Regions from separate parts of the Mus musculus genome. Here regions 1, 2, 3, 5, 6 and 7 are each linked to region 4. A link is a contact called in public ChIA-PET, HiChIP or PLAC-seq and promoter capture Hi-C data. All regions are on one chromosome and are shown on one strand. Each heading gives the region's core, a stretch centred on a gene start, on an enhancer-like site or on the middle of the called end of the contact. The rest is flanking DNA. Distances are from core to core; before and after follow the strand shown. Region 1 holds the start of E130317F20Rik (RIKEN cDNA E130317F20 gene). Region 2 holds the start of Gzmm (granzyme M (lymphocyte met-ase 1)). Region 3 holds the start of Prtn3 (proteinase 3). Region 4 holds the start of Mknk2 (MAP kinase-interacting serine/threonine kinase 2). Region 5 holds the start of Polrmt (polymerase (RNA) mitochondrial (DNA directed)). Region 6 holds the start of S1pr4 (sphingosine-1-phosphate receptor 4). Region 7 holds the start of Rnf126 (ring finger protein 126).

Region 1 (2,734 bases), core at 61-2,560, 820 kb after region 4:
AAAAAAGCCCAGTTTTTATAAAGCATACCAGTGACCTGGGTCAAAACTCAACTCCTGAGCATCCTACAACGCCAGGGAGCCTGAAATATAGGTAAGGAGCAGCCCAAGACAGTGCTTCCTGATGGGGGCTGGGAGCTCCTCCAGGGCCACACTGCTGATGGCAGGCAAAGTGGCCTTGTTACCATTTACAAACCAACAGAGCTGCCGGGATACACCCTAGGTTACTGATCAACCCCAGCCCCTCGTGACTGCACCCTGCCGCCTCACACCTAGCCTGCTTACAGGCAGCAGCAAGCCTACCACAGCTGGCAGGTTACCAAATGGCTCTCAGGGGTCTGCCTCGTGAAGGGATTCCACCAGAAGTGGTGGCTGGGGTATGTGTAACCCTCTGCTTGGTTTACTGTTTTCAAAGAATCTTTTGCGACATTTCTCTGCACTCCCTTCTAGAACTCACTTCGATCTGCCTATCTCTGGCAGGATTAAAGGTGTGCACCACCACACCCCGCTCAAAGATCCTCGGTAAGTTGCTCAAAGGAGGCAACTGGAGACTCCTGTCTGTCATCTCAGCACTTAGAAGGCTGAGGCAGGAGGACTGCCATAGGTACTCAGCTTGAAGCTAGGCCAAACTACTTTTCAGAATCGTGTTAAAAGGAAAGCCGCTTACTAAGCCTGGTGACTCAAAGCACTAGGGAGGTTAAGGTGGGGAAAATCAGGAATTCAAGGCCAGTCCTTATCCAAAAGCCAAACAAAAAGTTTCAACAAAAAAGTCGGGGCCTGGTGACGCAGGCCTTTAGTCCCATCACTACGCAAGCAGAGGCAAGCGCAAGCAGATCTTTCAGACCAGCCTACAATGAGATCCGGTCTCCAAAACAAACCGAAAACTACAAAAAGTTGCCAGTGGAGGGGGCATCCGGGAAGCATGTGGGAGATACGGATGCCAGGCCGGCGCCCACACCGGAGACCGAACTGAACCTCACTCTGGCCCACCCGCCCCTCCAATGGGGGGCCCTGGAGGCCTCCTCCGGACACCTCCCCCCAGGCGGGAAGGGCGGGCGCGTTCGGCACAGGTCCGCGCGCGTGCCCGCACCAGGGCGCGCGCCCTACTACGCGCGCGCACCCGGGGTCGCATGCGGCGTGCGAAGCGACATTGCTCGGGGCACAGGGCGAGCCGGCCGGATTGGAGCACGGCAGGCGGGAAGGATCGCAGCGGCCGAGCCGCTCCGAGTGAGCGCGTCTCACCGGAGGGAGCGCGCGTGCACGCGGAGGGCGGGAGGGGGGCGCTGGGTTCCTCCGGATGAACCGCGCGGGCACCGGAAGTGCGCTGGGCGAGGGGCTTAAGGGGAGCCGAAAGCTGGGTGCGGTCGCCCTAAGCCAACCGGCTTCCTTAAGGGCCTCAGACGCCCGGGATTCCGAGCGCGCCACGCGGAACGAGGCCACACGCACGCGCCCATTGCAGCGGTTAGAGGGATCGGCGGGGGCCAAAAGTCCACGCGCGCGGCAGCGATGGCTGGGACGGAGTGGTGAGCGGAGCGGCGTGCGAGGGGCGCGGCAGGACTTACCCGTCCATGGCACACGGAAGAGACCCGCGGGGAACGGAGCGGAGGCGCAGGAATAGCAGAAACCGACCCAACGGCTCCGAGTTATAGACTCACAAGATGGCGGAGACGCCCGCACACGTCCCCCGCGCGCGATCCTCATTGGTTCCCGCTGCGGTCTGTGGGCGTGGTCAACCCCGCCTGCCCCCGCCAGGGCCTTCTATTGGTCAAAAGGTTACTCCAAGGGCGAAACGCATCCAGACAGCAGACAGCTGTTGGGCGGGACGGCCGTCAGTCAAGACGGAAGACGGAAACGGCCGGTGGGGGAGGGGGAGGGAGTGAATGAGTAGACGCACGTGATACCATCTGAGCCAATGAGCGAGCCTTTGTTCGACCCGTGGGACGCCATCTTGAGAGTGGGTACGTGGCGGGTCAGACGCAGAGAAGCGTGCATTCTGGAGGTTGCCTCCATATTGCAAGCAGGCACTGGAAGCCGTTAGCCTCCAACGTGAGAGTAAAGCAAGCTGCTTCGCCATCTTAGAAGCGGGCAGAAAACCCCGTATTGCCCTAGCTTGCTTGTGGTCACGTGGCCAGAATTTGGCCTTTCAACCGAGTTTCTCCTGGACTAGATCGCAACGAGGTGGAGGCCACGTGCTTCATAGACGCAGTCGCGACTAGATTGTGAATCATCTCTTTCCGTCTTTTGTCTACCCACAGCAGCCAAGCTCCATCTGTGTCGCAGGGATGGGGAAACCGAGGAAAGGAGCCGCAGTGTGGCTGGTTCTGCCTAAAGCTGGGGAAACGAGGCTACAAACTCAGCAGCCGCAGAATCCACTGGAGGGACGAAACTCCGCCCTCTTGTACCTTCACCCCAGCAGCCAGGATTCTGCCTTCCAGTCCTGGGGTATCACAAAGCAAGACGGGTTCTCCAAGGCCTAGTGCAGGCTATAAAACAGATCCTTTGGTAGGACTCCCAAAGGCACAAACTATCCGGATTCTTGTCTGCCTGGTTATCTGCTAAAAAAAAAAAAAAAGCCAGGCAAGGGGGAAAAGTTTCTCCTCCGCCCTGCACGGGAGGTGAGCCCAGAGCACTGGCCTCCCTTTTCTGTAATACAGGGCTCGTGGGAGGCGGGGCAAAGGGGCTGGCGGCTATACTGGTTTCCTTGCAGATCTGGCCAGGGGCCCAACAGCCTTGGAGC
Region 2 (2,700 bases), core at 85-2,584, 990 kb after region 4:
GAGGTCAGAGACCAAGTCTGGTGTTTTCTGCATTGCCCTATACCTTAATTGAGGCTTCACTGATTCAGCACATTCCCAGAGCCTCAGGGACCCTGTGGCTTGGCTCGTCCCCTAGAGCTGGGGTTACAGGCATGAGACACAGCTCTACAGTGAGTTGTAGGCCATCTGTACCTCAGGATGGTAGCACAGCCTCTCATTGACCAAACTCAAGAAGCGGGTATTTACTTATAAATTCCAGGCCAGCCAGGGCTACATGGCAATACCTTTACAAAAAGAAAGTCATGTGTGGTAGCCACACACCTCTAATGTCAGTGCTCAGGAGGCTCTGTAGCACAGATGGCCTCAAACTCACTGGAGAGCAAGGGTTTGAGCAAGGGTTTGAATTCCTGGTCTTCCACCTCCAGTGCTAGGATGACAGGTGTGCTCTACCATGCCTGGTGGAATGGAGTATGGAGCCCAGGTTTTCTGTACACCAGGCATATGCCCCAACTTAAGCTATATCCTTAACCCCATTTTGTTTCCTCTGATAGGTCTCACTCTAACTGAACTCATGGCAATCCTCCTGCCTCAGACCCCTCAAATACTGAGCTCAGAGGCCTGTCACCAGGCTACGTGGTTTTCTTTCTTTTTTTTTTTGAGACAGGGTTTCTCTGTATAGCTCTGGGGGTCCTGGAACTCACTTTGTAGACCAGGCTGGCCTCGAACTCAGAAATCCGCCTGCCTCTGCCTCCCAAGTGCTGGGATTAAAGACGCGCGCCACCGCGCCCGGCTCTACGCTGTTTTTACTCAGGGTTCTGAATCATCTGCTAGTTTCCCTGTACGTAATGCCTCCCATCCACAGCCCTCTGGATACCCGGCTCTGGGCCTCAGTTTCCCCCGAATGCTCACCTGCCCACAGTGTTTTCAGGGCCAGCAGTAGCAGCAGGGACCAGCAGACCTCCATCCTGGCACAGGATCAGTGGTCCCTGGGGGAAAGGGTTCCCCACTCTCTCTTCCTGTGGGGACAGGTGGCCTTCCCAGTACCACCCACCTTGCACAAGTGTCAACTCCTCCTACTTCACACCCTGCTGTGTGGTTTTAGAAAGCAATTCTGCTGTCAAAGCTGCCCCCTGCCTGGGGGGCAGCAACTATAGCCCAGTGATGCTCATTCTGGTGATTAGCACCAGGTAAACACTGGGTCTGTCTCAATGGACCTCAACCCCCACAGAGGATGACTCACAGGGTCAGTTCTCTCCTTGAGCCGTGTAGGTCCTGTGCTAGGCTTGGTGGCAGGCCTCTACCCACTGAGCCTTACTGCTGGCCCTGCAACTTTGTACATAAGGCTGGCTGCAAATTATACGGGTAGAGGAAGGCCTGAACTAACGCCTTTCCAACAACTTGTCCTTCTCTCATCAGTTATAAGCAGCACAGGTTCCATGAAGTGCTATTCAGTAGAGTACAGCTTTGTTCTGGAGACTGGAACTCTGGAGAGTTAACAGGCCCACGCAATGAAAGTGACACTTTCTTTTCCTTTCTTTACATGGCACCCAATGCTATTTCAGCACTGGGTCACTGTAGCCACCCTGCACAGCATGATGTGGTCAGAGCATCACTCAGCCTGTCCTTCCTGTGGGGAGTCACCAGGCTGCCTGCCACAGGGACTCCTCAGGCAGGCACTGGAGTTCCCAGGGCTGAAGAAGTGCCCAGGACACAAGGACTGCTGGGATACTAGTCCTCTGCACGCCTCAGGACCCAGGCCTTCTGACTGCAGGATGGAGGCGGACACAGACAGCCACAGTGCCAGATGCAGGAAGGTGGGATCTGCAGGCAGCAAGTTGCTTCTGGGCCTGGGGCCCCTGTACAATCCTGAGCCTTAACAGTCACTATCTCTTCCTGCCCATCCCACGGCCTTGGCCGGGCTACCCAGGTGGCCCTCAGTACCGAGTGCCACCGGCGTCCTAGGTGATTCTCTCAGCTTCTCAGAAAGCTATTTTATTTTATTTCACACACACCAAAAGCAGAGAGGAGACTGTGGTGCTGGCCTTCCTTGGGCTGGGCTGGAGTCTCTGGCTCCCCACCAGGCAGTCGGTCCCCAGCCTCCCAGGCTTGTCATCATCTGAAAGCTGAGTGGGGTGTTTGCCCTGCACCACAGCTCTTCTCCAAAGCCGAGGAAAACCCATGGGGAATACGGGGTAAGAGGACCTAAGGATCATGGGATGGGAGCCCACATGGAACCTCGGTGAGGTAGTCTGTCGCCTGAGGCCCACACGGGTCCTGCTGAGGTAAAATTTGTAAGTTTATTTCAGGGACGTGGGTCAGGACTCTTCGGTGCCAGAGTCATCCTCTTCATCCCCAAAGCAGCTGTCGGCCTCCTCCACTTCGCCGTCCTCATAGTAGTCGTCGTAGAAGAGGTCCGAGCCCTCGTCGGGCGCCGGCGCCTTGGTCTTCACGCAGTACTCGGCCAGCGTAGTGGGCACCTTCACACCATCGCGCTCCGCGTCCACCTTGGTCCCCAGGACCTGCTTCCTGGGGAGACAGGGCAGGTGAGGCCAAGGCCCAGGACAATGGGATTCCAAGAATAGACACTGAATGGAGGGCAGGGAGCAGGTGGGAGGGAATAAAGGGCGTGGGGACAAGGAGTGGCCAGTTCCCAGCAGGAAGGTAACCACAGCTGGCTGTGGGAAACAGGTTTGTCACTTAGTACTTGGAGGCTGAGGCAGG
Region 3 (2,700 bases), core at 156-2,655, 800 kb after region 4:
TGGGCACCCAGCACCACTGTCACAAGCTGCCAGGAGCTGCAGTGAAGGTTGTGGGATGTTGTTTGTTGTAGGGAAAGGGATGGAACCCGGATCGATCCTTCAACACGTTACCAAGTGCTCCACCCCTGACCACGCCCTCTGGGAGGAATCCAGGTGGGGCTCTACCATAACCACGCCCCCTAGTCGCTCACTGGGGGATTCTAGGCAGGTAGGAGGAACTCTACCCTGACCGTGCCCACAGACCCTTCCCTGGGGAATTCTAGAAGGGATATTTACCCTAACCACTCCCCTATCCCCTTCACTGGGGGATTCTAGGTGAGAGAAAGTCTCTGTTGAAATAATCTCCTGGAGAACGCATGGGGAAGAGCTGAGGCAGGTCTAGAGGGAGCCTTTGGAAGGGGAAGAGACTATGAGGTACCCATCCAGGGCTTTGCTGTCAGTTCAGACCTGCCACTCCCTCGCTGTCTCCTGAACTCACATGTCCTGCAGGCAGTGGGCGGCTGTCAGCACGAATCTCGGGTGGATCAGGGTGCCACCACAGAAGTGGCTCCCAGGGAACCTGCTCAGCTGCAGGGATGCCACATAAGGCCGAGAGTGGGGCCGAGCCTCGTGCCCACCTACAATCTTGGAGGCCTGGACTGCGCCTAGGGGAAGTAGGTGTCAGGAATGCAGCCTGAAGGGTTCCAGCCATGAGAGCCACAGTCTGTTCTACCTATGGTTTTAAAGTGACCTGTGCCTGGGGAGGAGTCGGGGGCTGACTTGAGTCTACACGTATTATTTTGTTTTGAGATAGTGTCTCACACTGTGGTCCAGGGTGGCCTTGAACTCAGCGAGATCTGCATGCCTCTGCCTCCCAACTGCTGGGATTAAAGATGTGCGCCATTCAGCTTGGCTGGTAATTCCTGATTCCCTGGAAATTCCTCCCTGCAGTGAGAGTCCGTGGGCGGCACACATACAGTAAGAACCCATCAAGGGCTGAAGCTGGTGTTGGGTTCAGTGGGTAGAGTCGTGGCTTACACGCACAAAGCCCTAGGTCCCACATCCAGTGCCACAGAAACACAGCATGGGAGCTTGCTACCCCAGTACTGAGATGAGGCATGAGGGCCAGGAGGTCAAAGCTGATTTGCTATAATGTAGCAAAGGCCAGCCTGGGCTACTTAAGACTCTGTCTAAAAAAGAACCCTAAAACAGAAGGAAAGCAGTCAATGCCCCCTCTCATTCTTTCCTTCCCAAGCATTTAACCAGGGGATGCCCTGACCTTCCCAGCTATTCTAGGAAGGTGCTGGTTAATGAACAGCTCCCCACCCCCCCACCCACACACACACTCACCACCAACCACCAGGGCAAGCAGCAGGAAGGGATGGATCCCCTTGGGGGATGGGTAGCTTCCAGCCATGGCCAGGCTCCTGGCATCCTGCTTGCTGGGGCCCTCTTATAGCCCAGCTCTGCCGGGAGCCGTTGAACAGTGGCTAAAGGCTGGGCTGTGGGTCCCACTTCCTCCTTCCAGTTTGGGGGCCCAGGAATGTTTGCAGTAGGGCAGGACGCAGGGGGTCTCTCTGGAGGCACAGGAAGCCCTCTGCCACCCAGAGCGTGCTGAGGGTCCTGGGACAAGCCACTTTAGTACCCACTCAGCTATGATCCACAGATCCTGTGATACACCCCCCATCGATGACCCTCCCCATTAATAACCTGCCTAGATTTTACTTTGGGAGTTCATTATTTCTCCTCTAATGTTGTAGTGTGTGTGTGTGTGTGTGTGTGTGTGTGTGTGTGTATGTGTGTTCATTTTAAACAGGGTTGCATGTAACCCTGGCTAGCCATGAACTCACCACGTATCCAAGGTTCCTTCTGCCTCAGCCTCCTGCACGCTCGGATGACAAGTATGCACTTCTGCACTGGGATAATTTCCTATTCTTTTCTCTTTACTGGTTTTTTTTCATATAAATATATATATTGTGTGTGTGTTTTATTTCTTTTTAATTTATATATCTTAAATTTTTTAATCTTTCTTTCTCTCTCTCTCTCTCTCTTTCTTTCTTTCTTTCTTTCTTTCTTTCTTTCTTTCTTTCTTTCTTTCTTTCTTTCTGCATAGGCATGTGTGGATGCACATGCATAGAGTGGCCTGAGGTTGACACAAGGTATCTTCCTCAGTGACTCTCCACCTTATATTGAGGCAGGGGCTCTCTCTAAGGTTTCAGTCAATCAGCTCTCTAGCTTGTTGGGGGAGAGGTGTCCCTGTCTTCTTCTGGGCCTCCTTACACAAATGCTCGGAAATACAGGAGGCTGTCTCCGCTGTGGACACGGGTTCTGGGGACTGGAACTGCAGCCCTCCCTTCTGCCATAGTGCTTTACCCACTGAGCTATCTGGCCCTTTCCCTCCCCATCCACCCCTGTTTATTAAATCCCAAACCAACATCAATCCTCCTGCCTCTGTGCTGGGATCACAGAGCAAATATATTCATTTATTATAAAATAGTCTAGCACAGCAATGGTGGCACACGCATTTAATCCCAGCACTCAGGAGGCAGAGGCAAGAGGAGCTCTTGTGAGTTCGAGGCCAGCCTGGTCTACAGAGCGAGTTCCTGGACAGCCAGGGCTACACAGAAACCCTGTCTCAAACCTAAAAAAAAAAAAATCAATAAATGAAATAGTCTAAACCCATAGAACACTGGGATACAGCCAAGTATTGAGCACTTGCTT
Region 4 (2,700 bases), core at 36-2,535:
CCAGGAATGGGCTCAGGCTATAATTGGTGGCAAACTCCTTTAACAGCTGAGTAGAGACCCTTGTTTGAGTCTGCCAGGAATTGATCCCTGACTGCCTTGAGCTGAAGTTCTATCCCCTGCCCAAATCTGTCCAGGTAATGAACCTTGTACAGGCATGACAATCTGAATTAGAGACAAACATTTCTGCCAATGCAATCACTAATGACGACAATGAGGCTCGGGAGTCAGACAGATGACTCATAAGTTAAGCCAAACTGTTACTCTTACAGAGAACCCAGGGTACAGCCCAGCACCCACATCAGGCATCGTGTAATTTCACCTCTCTTCTGACTTTCCAGGCACCTGTATGCATAAGGCACACACACTCACACGGACGAGGACCTGTGTGAGTGCACACAAACACACAAAGAGCTGCTTGAGGTTCATGAGGCTCCAGCCTCAGTAGAGGGTGGTGGTAAAAACTTGTAGACAAACTACCCTGAAGAGGGAAAACAACCTCTTTGTGCACGGAAGCAGCCGAGGCAGCAGGCACAACGCGGTCTGACTGTATCCGAACCTGAATCGGGGATCCTAGCCCCTTCTTGTCCCAGCTATCCCCACCGAGGGCTGCAAAGGACCCAAGAGGTTCAAGAAGGGTTCATCACGGATTGCAGAGCTGGAGCACAGGACAAGGGCATCAGTATTCAGTAAAATTAGGGCTGGCTTGCCCTCCTTCGGCAGCTGAACGCGGCACCCGGCTCAAGGACAGGGAGCAGAACCTGCAGCGCGCAAGCCAGCGGGCCAACTGTGACACAGGAGAAGGCGGCCTCACGGCCCAAACTGAAGCCTTCAGTACCCTTCTGCGCAGGCGCAGGCGACTCCGGAGGCTGGTCACCAGCCTCTCCACACAGTCCTCTCCCACCCCCCAGCCAGGTCACGCGGCTGCAGTCGAGTATCTTTTCACGCTCCGCCCCCACCGTGGGAGTGCGCAGGCGCGCTTGAAGCTTCGCGCCCCACTTCCCTCGGAATCTCCCCTTCCCCCTGCCAGCTCGAAGTGCGCAGCCGTGTTTGGAGTCGCCAACACGGTCGCTGCGCAGCTCCACTCCGCTCCCCGCTAAGCTCCGCCCCTTAAACGGGAGCGCGCAGCCGTATTCTGCATTCCCCGGCGTGCTCTTCTCGCTGCGGCCTTCGACGCTCCTGGAAGCTCCGCCTCCTCTGTTCCCTGAGAAAGGCGGAGACTGGTGCGGAGGGGCGGGGTAACTTCGGGACCGCGCCTATAAAGGTGGCCGCGCCGGCCGCGCGCGCGGCTCCTCTCGGCGGCAGCGGCCCAGTGGAGGGGTCCGTGGTGGCGGTGGTGGCGGCGGTGGCGGCGGCGGCGGCGGCGACGGCGGCGGCGGCGGCGGCGGCAGCAGCAGCGGTGGCTGTGGCGGCGCTGTTCCCCGCGCAGTCCTCGGAGCGGGGTCCGGGCTGTGCTAGGTGAGGTGACGGCGCTGCGACCCCGGCCGGTGTCCGACCCCGGTGAGCGCGGCGCCAAGGGCGACATTCTCCGAGGGAGGAAGGAAGCCCGAGTCAGGCGCGGGAGCTCCGCCGAGCCCCGGCCGCCTCCGCCCGGCCGAGCGCCTCTCTCAGCCTCGGTCCTTTGTCTCCTCCGCCCGCAGGGTCGCCTCCCAAGCCGCCCCCCGGGCCCCGCGTCCCCTCCCCCGCTGGTGGGGCCCGGACTGAAGATGGTGCAGAAGAGAACAGCCGAACTTCAGGGCTTCCACCGTTCGTTCAAGGTGAGGGGTCCTGTCCGGGGGTCCCATTGCAGTGACGGGTGCGACGGATAAGCAGAGCCTACTCGGGAGGCTGGTGCAGGGCTTGGGAGGGGTGCTTGCATTGGACTTTTGTGCTGGAGGTGGTGGGGGTCAGCAGGCCGCAGCCCTGTCCCCATCCTCCTAGTAGCTCTCTCTTCTAGGACCCTCAACCCCCACCCCCAGGCTTGTGATTGGTGGCTCTGTGTCCCTTGCAGTTAGCCCGATCACAGTCGTCTGTTTCTGTGTGTGATCCTAGGCAAATCGAGTGTTTCTGTTCCTTGCAACTTCCAGGCCTGTCTTGTGCTGGTTGGGAGAGTCAGTAAGCTGCAGCCTTGCTTCTAGCTGCCTACTAACTCTTCATGAACTGCCCCAGGCTCCCCTGTGATCTGTGGCTGTGTCCCTAGCAGTTTCTCAGCCCGGGCTTTCCTACCTCTGTATGTGGTCTCTGATGGACTTTACATTTGTTTCCTGCAGTGTGTGCTTGTTGCAGGCTACAACCTGTCCCCGGCTGCCTAGTAGCTCTTTCTTTCAGGACCCACTCCCACCACTGATTGGTGGCTCTATGTCCCTCGCCATCAGCCTGATCTCAGTCTTGTGCTCCCCACCCACTTTCTGTATGTGATCCCACACTTTCTGTGTCCCCCAGGTTGGCCTTGTTCTGGATGAAAGCACGTCAGCAGGTCCTAGCTCTCTCTTTTGTGAGCTCCCCTAGGTTGGCTTGTGGTCAGTGGCTGGATGTTCCTTGCAGTCTCTCAGCCCCGTCTCCCCTACTTCTGTGTATATAGTTCCAGGGAAACCCTGTATCTGTCCACTGTAGTCTCAAGCTGGCCTGTGCGGTTGGTTGGGATCAGAGGGGATGAAGCCTTGTTGGGGAAACCCTTTGGCACATGGGTATGCTTTGCCCCACTGCAACCTCCACACTTGGTGG
Region 5 (2,700 bases), core at 135-2,634, 930 kb after region 4:
CAGAAATCTGCCTGCCTCTGCCTCCCAAGTGCTGGGATTAAAGGTGTGTGCCACCTGGGGTTAAGAGCACTGACTGACCTTCCAGTGGTCCTGAGTTCATTTCCCAGCAACCACATGGTGGCTCACAACCATCTGTAATGGAATTCAATGCCCTCTTCTGGTAGACAGAGATAGTGTACTCAGATACATAAAATAAATAAATCTTTAAAAAAACAAAAACAAAAGCAAAAACGGTGTGTGCCACCACACCCAGCTCTGAGTTTGTGTGTGTGTCTGTTTATCTGTCCGTTTGCTTGCCCGACTGCCTGATTGAGACAAGGTTTTATGTGCATTTTATGTGCTTAAATTTGAATCCGCCTGCCTTTACCTCCAGAGGGCTGGGATTATAAACCCAAAGCTCTCACTGATGCGCTCCAGACAGTAGAAGCCCTAGTACTGAGAAAATGAGCCCAGGTCCTGTCTTCTCAGGAGGGTACTGTCTGAGCTACAGAATTAGCCTGGAAAATTTAGTGAGATTCTGTCTCAAATATAAAATGCTGGTGCGTGATAGCACATATCTGTCATCCGGCACTTCCTGAGCTAGGAGGCAGGAGGATCAGGAATTCACTGTCATCTTTGGCCACATTAGAAGTTTGAAACCAACCTGGGCTACGTGTAGATAGATCCCTTAGTCCAACACTGGGAAGGAGAAGACAGCAAGGTCAGGCTTTCCAGATTAGTTCTCATACATGTAAATTGGAAGCTAACATGAGCTACATGGGACTCTGTGAATGTGAATGAATGAATGGATGGATGGATGAATGAAATCGCGATGTGGTACTATTTACACGTCTTTTCCATCTTTCTACGGCCCTGATTCCATTTGCACAAACACATATACATACAGAGAGACAGAGACAGAGAGAGGCAGAGAGGAGGAGGAGGAAGAGGAGGAGAAACAAATAGGGTAGGGACTGGGCGTGGTGGCGCACGACTATAGTCCCAGTACTGGGTGGCAGAGCAGGAGTATAAGGAGGATATCTGTTGAGTTCAAGGGAATCCTGTTAAATTCCAGGACATTCATGGTTAAATAGTGAGACTTTGTGCCAAAAATGTGCATATAGTACATAATATATACACATATGTAAATGTTACGCACATATATATGAACAAATAAAATAAAGCAGAAACCAGTCAATCAAAGAACAAAAAAATATAAAAACTAAAGAGGGAACTTGGATATGAAAAGAACGAATCAGAAGAGTATTTCTGCGCATGCTCTCTTGCCGCCACGCTGCCCGCTGCCTCTTGGGAGTTGTAGTTCTCCTTCGACTCCTCTCACAGGACAGACCCTAAGAGCGCTTCCGGCAGTCGCAGAACTACAGCTCCCTGCAGGCGGCGCGTGCGCGTGCGCACTGCGGGCAGCAGGCGGCATGTCGGCGCTCCGGTGGACCCGAAGCGCAGCCGGGCTTGGCCGGGTTCTGCGCTCCCCTGGGCCCCACCGCCCGCCTTCGGAGGAAGGTAAAGGAGTGTCGGATCCAGGACTATAATCTTCCCTTCCTTAGGATCCCGGTCACCTTCAACCTTTGTTCTTTGACCTATGGAGGAGTTTCTGGGGACCCATTTAGCTGGGCACTAGTTGGCAACGTCTCTCTAGGTCCGCAGGGCACTTTGACTTTTGATTGTTGCTCGCTTTTCCATGTCTCTGACCCACTGTTGGGGACTTACGGATATTGGCATTGACCTTTGGCTACTTTTAGTTAGGAGTACTTCTTGCTGGATCCTGCACCCCGATCCTTATAGCTTTGGCCTGTTCTGCCCTTGAAGTTGGTCTTTTTCTGGGTCTGGATTTATTTGTGGGCGGGGCGTGTTTTTTTTTTTTTTTTTTTTTTTTTTTTGAGCCATGGTGTTTCCATGTGGTTCATGCTGGATGCTTTATTTGAACTCAGGTCCTACTGCTTCAACCTCCTGAGTTCTGAGATCCCATGCCTGGCAGTCCTTGTCTTTTGATCCATTTCTTTCTGGGCATGACGTAAGTTTGAGGCAGGAACTCACACTAGCTTAACCTAGAACTTCCTTTGTAGCCCAGGCTGGAATCCAATTGGAGACCCTCCCACCTCAGCCTCCAGAGACCTGGGGTAATAAGTGTGCATGCCACGGTGTCCACTTGATAGGATGGTTTCTGTGTTCTTATTCTTCATGTCTCTTTCTAGGGACTTTTGGTGGCTTCTGCAGCTCAAGAAGGAGCTCCGCTGCCAGTCCCCGTGAGCAACATGTCCTGAGGGAGTGGGGCCATGCTGAACTGCTGGAAGGTAAGTTGGTGTCCTAAGTCCTTCTCCACAGTGAAGCCTTGAGGGAGTGTGCTCTGCGTTGTACCTGACCACTCCAAGGGAGTATGTAAAATGGGGTCCAGAGTCCACTGAGCAGTGTTGTCTGGCTGGCCTGTCTGTGGTCCTGTGGGTCCTCTTGTGCTGGTTCTGGGAGCTGCTGTAATTCCATTCCCTGAGTTCCAGATTCCCACCTGGGGCTCTCACTTCTAGGAAGACAGTGGAGGCCCCAAATACACCTGAACAATACCGGATTTGCATTGTTGGAATGCTGACATAGAAGTCTCCAGTTTTAGTCCTGCAGAGTCGAGGTGCAGCTGGAATCCAGCCTGTCTGCCAGGCCTGCCTGTCTGTCTTCCTTCCTTCCTTCCTCTTTCTTTCTTTCTCTCCTCAT
Region 6 (2,700 bases), core at 33-2,532, 820 kb before region 4:
GCGCCACCACGCCTGGCGAGAGCTGTTCTTGAAGACTGACTAAGTGCCTGCTGTGGAGGTCAAGTGTTCGTAATCTTCTGTTCTGTTATGGTGCCTGCTTCATACCACATCAGCTTCCATAGCAGGCTGCAGGTGACCGTTCTGTCTGCACTCATTCTGGGGTGCTGTGCTCAGTCCTCCTTCATGCTGAACCCCAGTACTCACTTGAACTCAGTGCATGAGGCCCAGTCATGGGCTTGGCTGGAGTTGGCCTTTAGTCAGCACTATGTTGTGTCTGTGACTATGTTATTCAGGCTCAGGGTTCATTCTGGGATAAAGGCTCAGTATAGGGTAGAGGTTTGGGGAGTCAGTGCAGAGGGGCCCTGGCCAGAGTTTGTGCACTGTCTGACATCAAGTCTCTTCAGGGTCATGGCACAGAGCAAGAGCTGTGCTCAGGTAGGGTTGGGGCTCAGTGCAGGAAGGGGCTGAGGCTGGGATTGGGGCTCAGTGCAGGGAAGGAGCTGAGACTGGGGATTGGGGCTCAGTGCAGGGAAGGGGTTGAGGCTGGGGTCAAAGCACAGAACAATTGTGTAGGCTGAGGCTGAGTTGGCACTGCCAGGGGAGCTACAGGTGTCCTTGCACATTGATTAGACACCTGCTGTTTGCTGTGTGTTGACAAGCACTATGAAGCATCCCTAGTACAGGCAACAAAATCTTATTAAGCGCCTGGTGTGTGCAGATGACTTTTTCTTTAATAGGTGATTTTAAGCACCTACTATGTATTGGTGGCACATATTTATTATTATTATTATTATTATTATTATTATTATTATTAGGTATTTGTATTTTTTTTTTAGACAGGGTGTCTCTATTATGTAGCCCAGGCTGGCCTGGAACTTACAGAGGTCCTCCTGCCTCTGCCTTCCAAGAACTGATACTAATGGCATGTGCTGCTACACCCAATGTGACACATTTTTTAAGCACCTTCTGTGTACACACAGCAAACACTGATTAAGCACCAGTGAACAGTTCAGGGGTAAAGGTGCCTGAGGCAAAGCTCTAAGGACCCACATGGTAGAAGGGGAGAATGGACTCCTGTGAGTTGCCCTCTGACCCCAGCACATGAAAGGACACACACAGTCAATCAATAAATGTAACAAAAATTCTAAAAAGATATTAAGCACCTGTTATGCATGGGTGGTACTTGATGTGTTTGGATGACATTGATTAAGGCTTGGCTGGTGTATACAAGTGACAAACATTTATGACATTCTGTCTTTTCCTTTTTTTTTTTTTTTTTGGTTTTTCGAGACAGGGTTTCTCTGTGTAGCCCTGGCTGTCCTGGAACTCACTTTATAGACCAGGCTGGCCTCGAACTCAGAAATCCGCCTGCCTCTGCCTATGGCACGCTTTCTGTGTACAGTTGACAAATACTTATTAGGCACCTGCTGTATATATAAGCATACAGTTGGAACAGTTGGGCACAAGGGGGTGGGCAGAGGGATCTTGGATGCCAGGCTATGCCCATTGTCCAGTAGTGACTCCCCATCTAGTGCTTGCCTCCCATCCAAAGAGGGAAATTTGGTCCTGGGTGGGGTGCCATGAGAGATCATGCTCTCTAGCTCAGAGCCCCCAGAGTCACACCCACAGTTGCTCAGGATGCCCCTCCCTGCCCTGGCCTCACCCCCACCCACTCTGGGGCACCTTGAGCATAACAGGAAATTTCAAACAACAGGAAACCCAGGCCAGGCAGTGACTCCACCCTGCGGAGGCCTCTCTCAGTCTGTCCCCGGGGGAGGCCATGAACATCAGTACCTGGTCCACGCTGGTGACCCCAGAGTCCTGCCACCGGCTGGCAGCCAGCGGCCACAGCCTCCTCATTGTCCTGCACTACAATCACAGCGGCAGGCTGGCCAGCCGCGGGGGCTCTGAGGACGGTGGAGGGCTAGGGATGCTGAGGGGGCCGTCGGTGGCCGCAGGTTGCCTGGTGGTGCTGGAGAACGCCATGGTGCTGGCCGCCATCGCCATCTACATGCGGTCCCGCCGCTGGGTGTACTACTGCCTGCTGAACATCACACTGAGTGACCTGCTCACAGGCCTGGCCTACGTGGTCAACGTGCTGCTGTCAGGGACTCGTACCTTCCAGCTGTCACCGGTGCACTGGTTCCTGCGGGAGGGCCTGCTCTTCATGGCCTTGGCCGCATCCACCTTCAGTCTGCTCTTCACGGCCGGCGAGCGCTTCGCCACCATGGTGCGGGTGGCTGAGAGTGGGGCCACCAAGACCAGCCGTGTGTATGGCTGCATCGGTCTGTGCTGGCTACTGGCAGCTATCCTGGGCCTGCTGCCCCTGCTGGGCTGGAACTGTGTGTGCGCCTTCCCACGCTGCTCCAGCCTGCTGCCCCTCTACTCCAAGGGCTATGTGCTCTTTTGTGTGGTGGTCTTCGCCCTCATCCTAGTGGCTATCCTGAGCCTCTACGGGGCCATCTTTAGAGTGGTCCGAGCCAATGGGCAGAAGTCTCCACGTCCTCCTGCCCGCCGCAAGTCCCGCAGGCTACTCAACACCGTGCTGATGATCTTGGTGGCCTTTGTGGTGTGCTGGGGTCCCCTGTTTGGCCTGCTCCTGGCTGACATCTTTGGTTCTAATGTCTGGGCCCAGGAGTACCTGCGTGGCATGGACTGGATCCTGGCCCTGGCCGTGTTCAACTCAGCCATTAATCCTCT
Region 7 (2,782 bases), core at 61-2,560, 910 kb after region 4:
CGCAGGCTTCATTCACTCCTGAAGAGTCACACGGGGTGCCTGCGGGCTAGAGGATCCTCCTTCTACCAGAGAATGCATCCCTTCTTCATCCTTATCTCGGGTGTTTGTGGAACACCTGATGTGTATCGTCCAGACATGATACTCCCTTCTGCCCGGCACTGTTTTTACAGATTATCAGGTGTACATAAGTGTATGTAGGAGGGCTGTAGAGACCGCGTGAAAAGGCAACATTGCAGCCGAGACTCCGGAGTTTGGGGGACCAAGCACTTGGAGGCACAGGCAGTGCAGTGCAAGCAAATATCCACAGGCAAGCTTGTCTGGAAGGCTAAATGAGGGGAAGGAAGCTGGGAAATGAGGGCTTGATGGTTCGAAGAAGAGGAGGAGTCTCTTAGGCCCCGTCCCTCACTTTTTTTTTTTTTTTTTTTTTAGGGATAGCCCTAACAACTTAAGCCATTGGCAAGGCAACCAAGTCCCGCCCCTCAAGGACTCCAACTTCGCGACTGTACTTGGCTTTCCGAGGCCTCTACATCCAATCCCGTATGCCGGAGAAACTCAGCCCTGTCGACTACATCCCCGCTCTGGAGATAGTCACCCGCCTTCAGGCTTGCCCATCCTCGTTGCCAAGGAGACGGCCCCCGCAAGCTTGGAGCTCCGCCTCCAGGCTCACGCCAAATTCCTAGGCGGATTCCAGGATTGGTCCCGTCGCTGTCTCGTCACCATGGAAACCCGGCCCCGCCCTGCGCAGGCTCAGCCTGCGGACCCTAAAGCTTTCCAGTTGCCTACAGGTTATAACCTACCCCAGGTTGCCAAAGAGACATCCCGGGCCCCCACGAAGGCCCCGCCCTTTGGTCGCGGAGGCTTCCCCGAGGCCCTGTCCCACGCAGGTTGCCAAAAAGTCTTCTCCCCCACGTAGCCCCGCCGCTCGCTGGCCCCCCATCTCTGACTTCTTCTGCTTCCATGTCTGACTTCACCTCCTAAAGTCATCGCCAAGGCGACCCGCCTTCGCGCTGTCCCTGGACTTCCGCACTCTTCAAGCGTGACTCCGCCCTTCCACCCCCAAGTGCCAAGCCCTCTAGACTCCGCCCACACCAGATAGGCCACGCCCCCAAGATGCTCTGCAGTCTTGACCCTCACCTCCGTCCCGGTTACTAAGGAGACTAGGCTCCGCCGCTTCGCCCCCAGGCTCCGCCCCACACACTGGACCCAGGTCTCTGGCTTCCGGAAATACTTATTTTGTCCTAGTGCGGCCACCGTTCTCCACGAGTCAGCCCCCCGCAGCGCGTTGCCCGCGTTTCTCCGCGAGCCCCACGCCTGCCGTGCGTGCCGTGCGTGCCATGCGTGAGCGTGCGCGGGCGCGTCGGCCGGCGAGGGAGCAGCAAACGGCCGGCGGCAGGCGCCGCGCGGGGGGCGGGCGGCGCGGAGGCGGCGGTGGCCATGGCCGAGGCGTCGCCGCAGCCCGGACGGTACTTCTGCCACTGCTGCTCGGTAGAGATCGTGCCGCGCCTGCCGGTGAGACCTGGGCGGGAGGGCCGTGGAGCTGTGCGCGCGAAGCTGGCTAGAGGGGAAATTGAGACCCGGCGGGGTGCGAGCAGCGTGGCGGGCAGGTCCAAGAACCTAGGGCGGCGGCGGGGTCGCCCGAGGGACGCAGGCTTGGTCGGACCCGGTGGGGCTCGGAAGCTGAGCTCCGCGCTGGGGACGGCCGCCGAGCGCGTGGCCAGGACGCGGGGGCGCGCGGCGCGGCCTCGAGCGCCGCCCCGGGCCTCGCTGCTGCGCCCAGAGGAGCTGCGAATCCGACGGCGGAGCTGGAGGGTCTGGGAAGGTCGTACCTGCACCTCCTTGCCTGTTACAGGCCTTGTGCTAAGGCTTCAGTGTGGCTTTGACCAGTTGCATCCCCCGGTCCCCACCTGGTTGTCCCCTGGCCTCCTGCTTCTTCCTCGTAGCTTTGGACATATCTATCCTGAGGACCCTGCTTGGGTGTCCTGCATCTTTTCCGGTTCAAGGTGGTTTTGTCCAGGTGCATGCCAGGGATCCTGCAAGTTTCTTGAGAGTGACTTTGACTAGGCTGGTATCCCCAGGCCTCCTCTCCCAGGACAGAACCTCCCACCTTCCAGGCATCCCTTGTTTCATACCCAGGTTTGAGGCTCGCTCCTGGAAAGGTGATCGCTCAGTACTTGCAACCTACCGTGGCCTTTCCAGGCCAAGCGTGGAGCCTGCTCCTGCCCTTCGAGGTGGAAGCCTGGGTGGGTCCTTGAAGAAGTAGTAGCTAGTTTGGTGTAAGCCAATCTACCATTGCGGAGAAGGTGGTGGAGTAATTAGCCAGAGTCTGTCAGGGTGACGACGGGGTGGGTGGTAAGAGGTGCTGTAGTTCCTTCTGGTCTCTGCACTCTCCCTCTGGATGGTGACACCATGACATTCTTCAGGGCGATTAACTCCAAGAATTCAGGTGGTGGCATACACCTTTTATTTCAGCACTTGGGAGGCAGAGGCAGGCCGATGTCTGAGTTTGAGGCCAACTGTTAGTTCCAGGACAGACAGGAACCCTGTCTAGGAAGGGGGGCAGCTTGGAGAGAGTGGTATGTGGGGTGCCAGGTGAACCTGGAACATAGGAATTGATTGTTATTTCTACTTGTGTTTCCTGTGCCTCAGCCTTGCCTCCCCAGATCTGCCTTGACGCCCCTGGACTGGGGACTATGCTGCCCCTTGGCACCATTGTGAGCTCTGGGAACTGTTTTCTGTAAGGAGATGGCCAGACCCAGGTGTACACCTAGCTGTCAGGTTTCCT

The links. Promoter capture Hi-C pulls out the DNA fragments that hold promoters and counts their contacts. ChIA-PET counts read pairs in DNA pulled down with a chosen protein or histone mark. HiChIP or PLAC-seq counts read pairs in DNA pulled down with a chosen protein or histone mark. Capture Hi-C pulls out chosen DNA fragments and counts their contacts.
Region 1: a FOXA1 HiChIP or PLAC-seq map of pancreatic cancer cells shows a contact between it and region 4. The contact joins the promoter of E130317F20Rik here to the promoter of Mknk2 in region 4. A contact is called at or near these places in 3 of 115 datasets of contacts at active chromatin or transcription factors (bone marrow-derived macrophages, memory CD8 T cells and pancreatic cancer cells).
Region 2: an H3K27ac HiChIP or PLAC-seq map of microglia shows a contact between it and region 4, with 6 times the contacts expected there. The contact joins the promoter of Gzmm here to the promoter of Mknk2 in region 4. A contact is called at or near these places in 2 of 115 datasets of contacts at active chromatin or transcription factors (microglia and pancreatic cancer cells).
Region 3: a contact with region 4 is called in a promoter capture Hi-C map of liver, with 2.3 times the contacts expected there. The contact joins the promoter of Prtn3 here to the promoter of Mknk2 in region 4. A contact is called at or near these places in 4 of 39 promoter capture datasets (the SN4741 cell line, liver, neutrophils and 1 more), 1 of 115 datasets of contacts at active chromatin or transcription factors (kidney) and 1 of 9 other capture datasets (liver).
Region 5: an H3K27ac HiChIP or PLAC-seq map of embryonic stem cells shows a contact between it and region 4, with 5 read pairs. The contact joins the promoter of Polrmt here to the promoter of Mknk2 in region 4.
Region 6: a contact with region 4 is called in an RNA polymerase II ChIA-PET map of memory CD8 T cells, with 8 read pairs. The contact joins the promoter of S1pr4 here to the promoter of Mknk2 in region 4.
Region 7: a promoter capture Hi-C map of pre-B cells shows a contact between it and region 4, with 2.9 times the contacts expected there. The contact joins the promoter of Rnf126 here to the promoter of Mknk2 in region 4.

What each region holds. Positions count from the first base shown.
Region 1 is chr10:79,853,547-79,856,280 of GRCm38.p6, reverse strand. It overlaps E130317F20Rik (RIKEN cDNA E130317F20 gene), which reads left to right and starts at 1,310. Exons shown (of 1, transcript NR_029447.1): 1 at 1,310-2,734. Ptbp1 (polypyrimidine tract binding protein 1) reads right to left here and starts at 1,849. Exons shown (of 14, transcript NM_001077363.2): 1 at 1,560-1,849. The coding sequence starts at 1,567.
Region 2 is chr10:79,687,654-79,690,353 of GRCm38.p6, reverse strand. Gzmm (granzyme M (lymphocyte met-ase 1)) reads right to left here and starts at 1,334. Exons shown (of 5, transcript NM_008504.3): 1 at 889-1,334. The coding sequence starts at 943. It overlaps Cdc34 (cell division cycle 34), which reads right to left. Exons shown (of 5, transcript NM_177613.2): 5 at 1,956-2,505. The coding sequence ends at 2,295.
Region 3 is chr10:79,878,372-79,881,071 of GRCm38.p6, reverse strand. It overlaps Prtn3 (proteinase 3), which reads right to left and starts at 1,405. Exons shown (of 5, transcript NM_011178.2): 1 at 1,330-1,405; 2 at 479-644; 3 at 1-36. The coding sequence starts at 1,396.
Region 4 is chr10:80,674,878-80,677,577 of GRCm38.p6, reverse strand. It overlaps Mknk2 (MAP kinase-interacting serine/threonine kinase 2), which reads left to right and starts at 1,285. Exons shown (of 14, transcript NM_021462.4): 1 at 1,285-1,497; 2 at 1,638-1,754. The coding sequence starts at 1,704.
Region 5 is chr10:79,745,265-79,747,964 of GRCm38.p6, reverse strand. It overlaps Polrmt (polymerase (RNA) mitochondrial (DNA directed)), which reads left to right and starts at 1,384. Exons shown (of 21, transcript NM_172551.3): 1 at 1,384-1,500; 2 at 2,193-2,291. The coding sequence starts at 1,413.
Region 6 is chr10:81,498,719-81,501,418 of GRCm38.p6, reverse strand. S1pr4 (sphingosine-1-phosphate receptor 4) reads left to right here and starts at 1,282. Exons shown (of 1, transcript NM_010102.2): 1 at 1,282-2,700. The coding sequence starts at 1,781.
Region 7 is chr10:79,765,480-79,768,261 of GRCm38.p6, reverse strand. Rnf126 (ring finger protein 126) reads left to right here and starts at 1,310. Exons shown (of 9, transcript NM_144528.3): 1 at 1,310-1,509. The coding sequence starts at 1,435.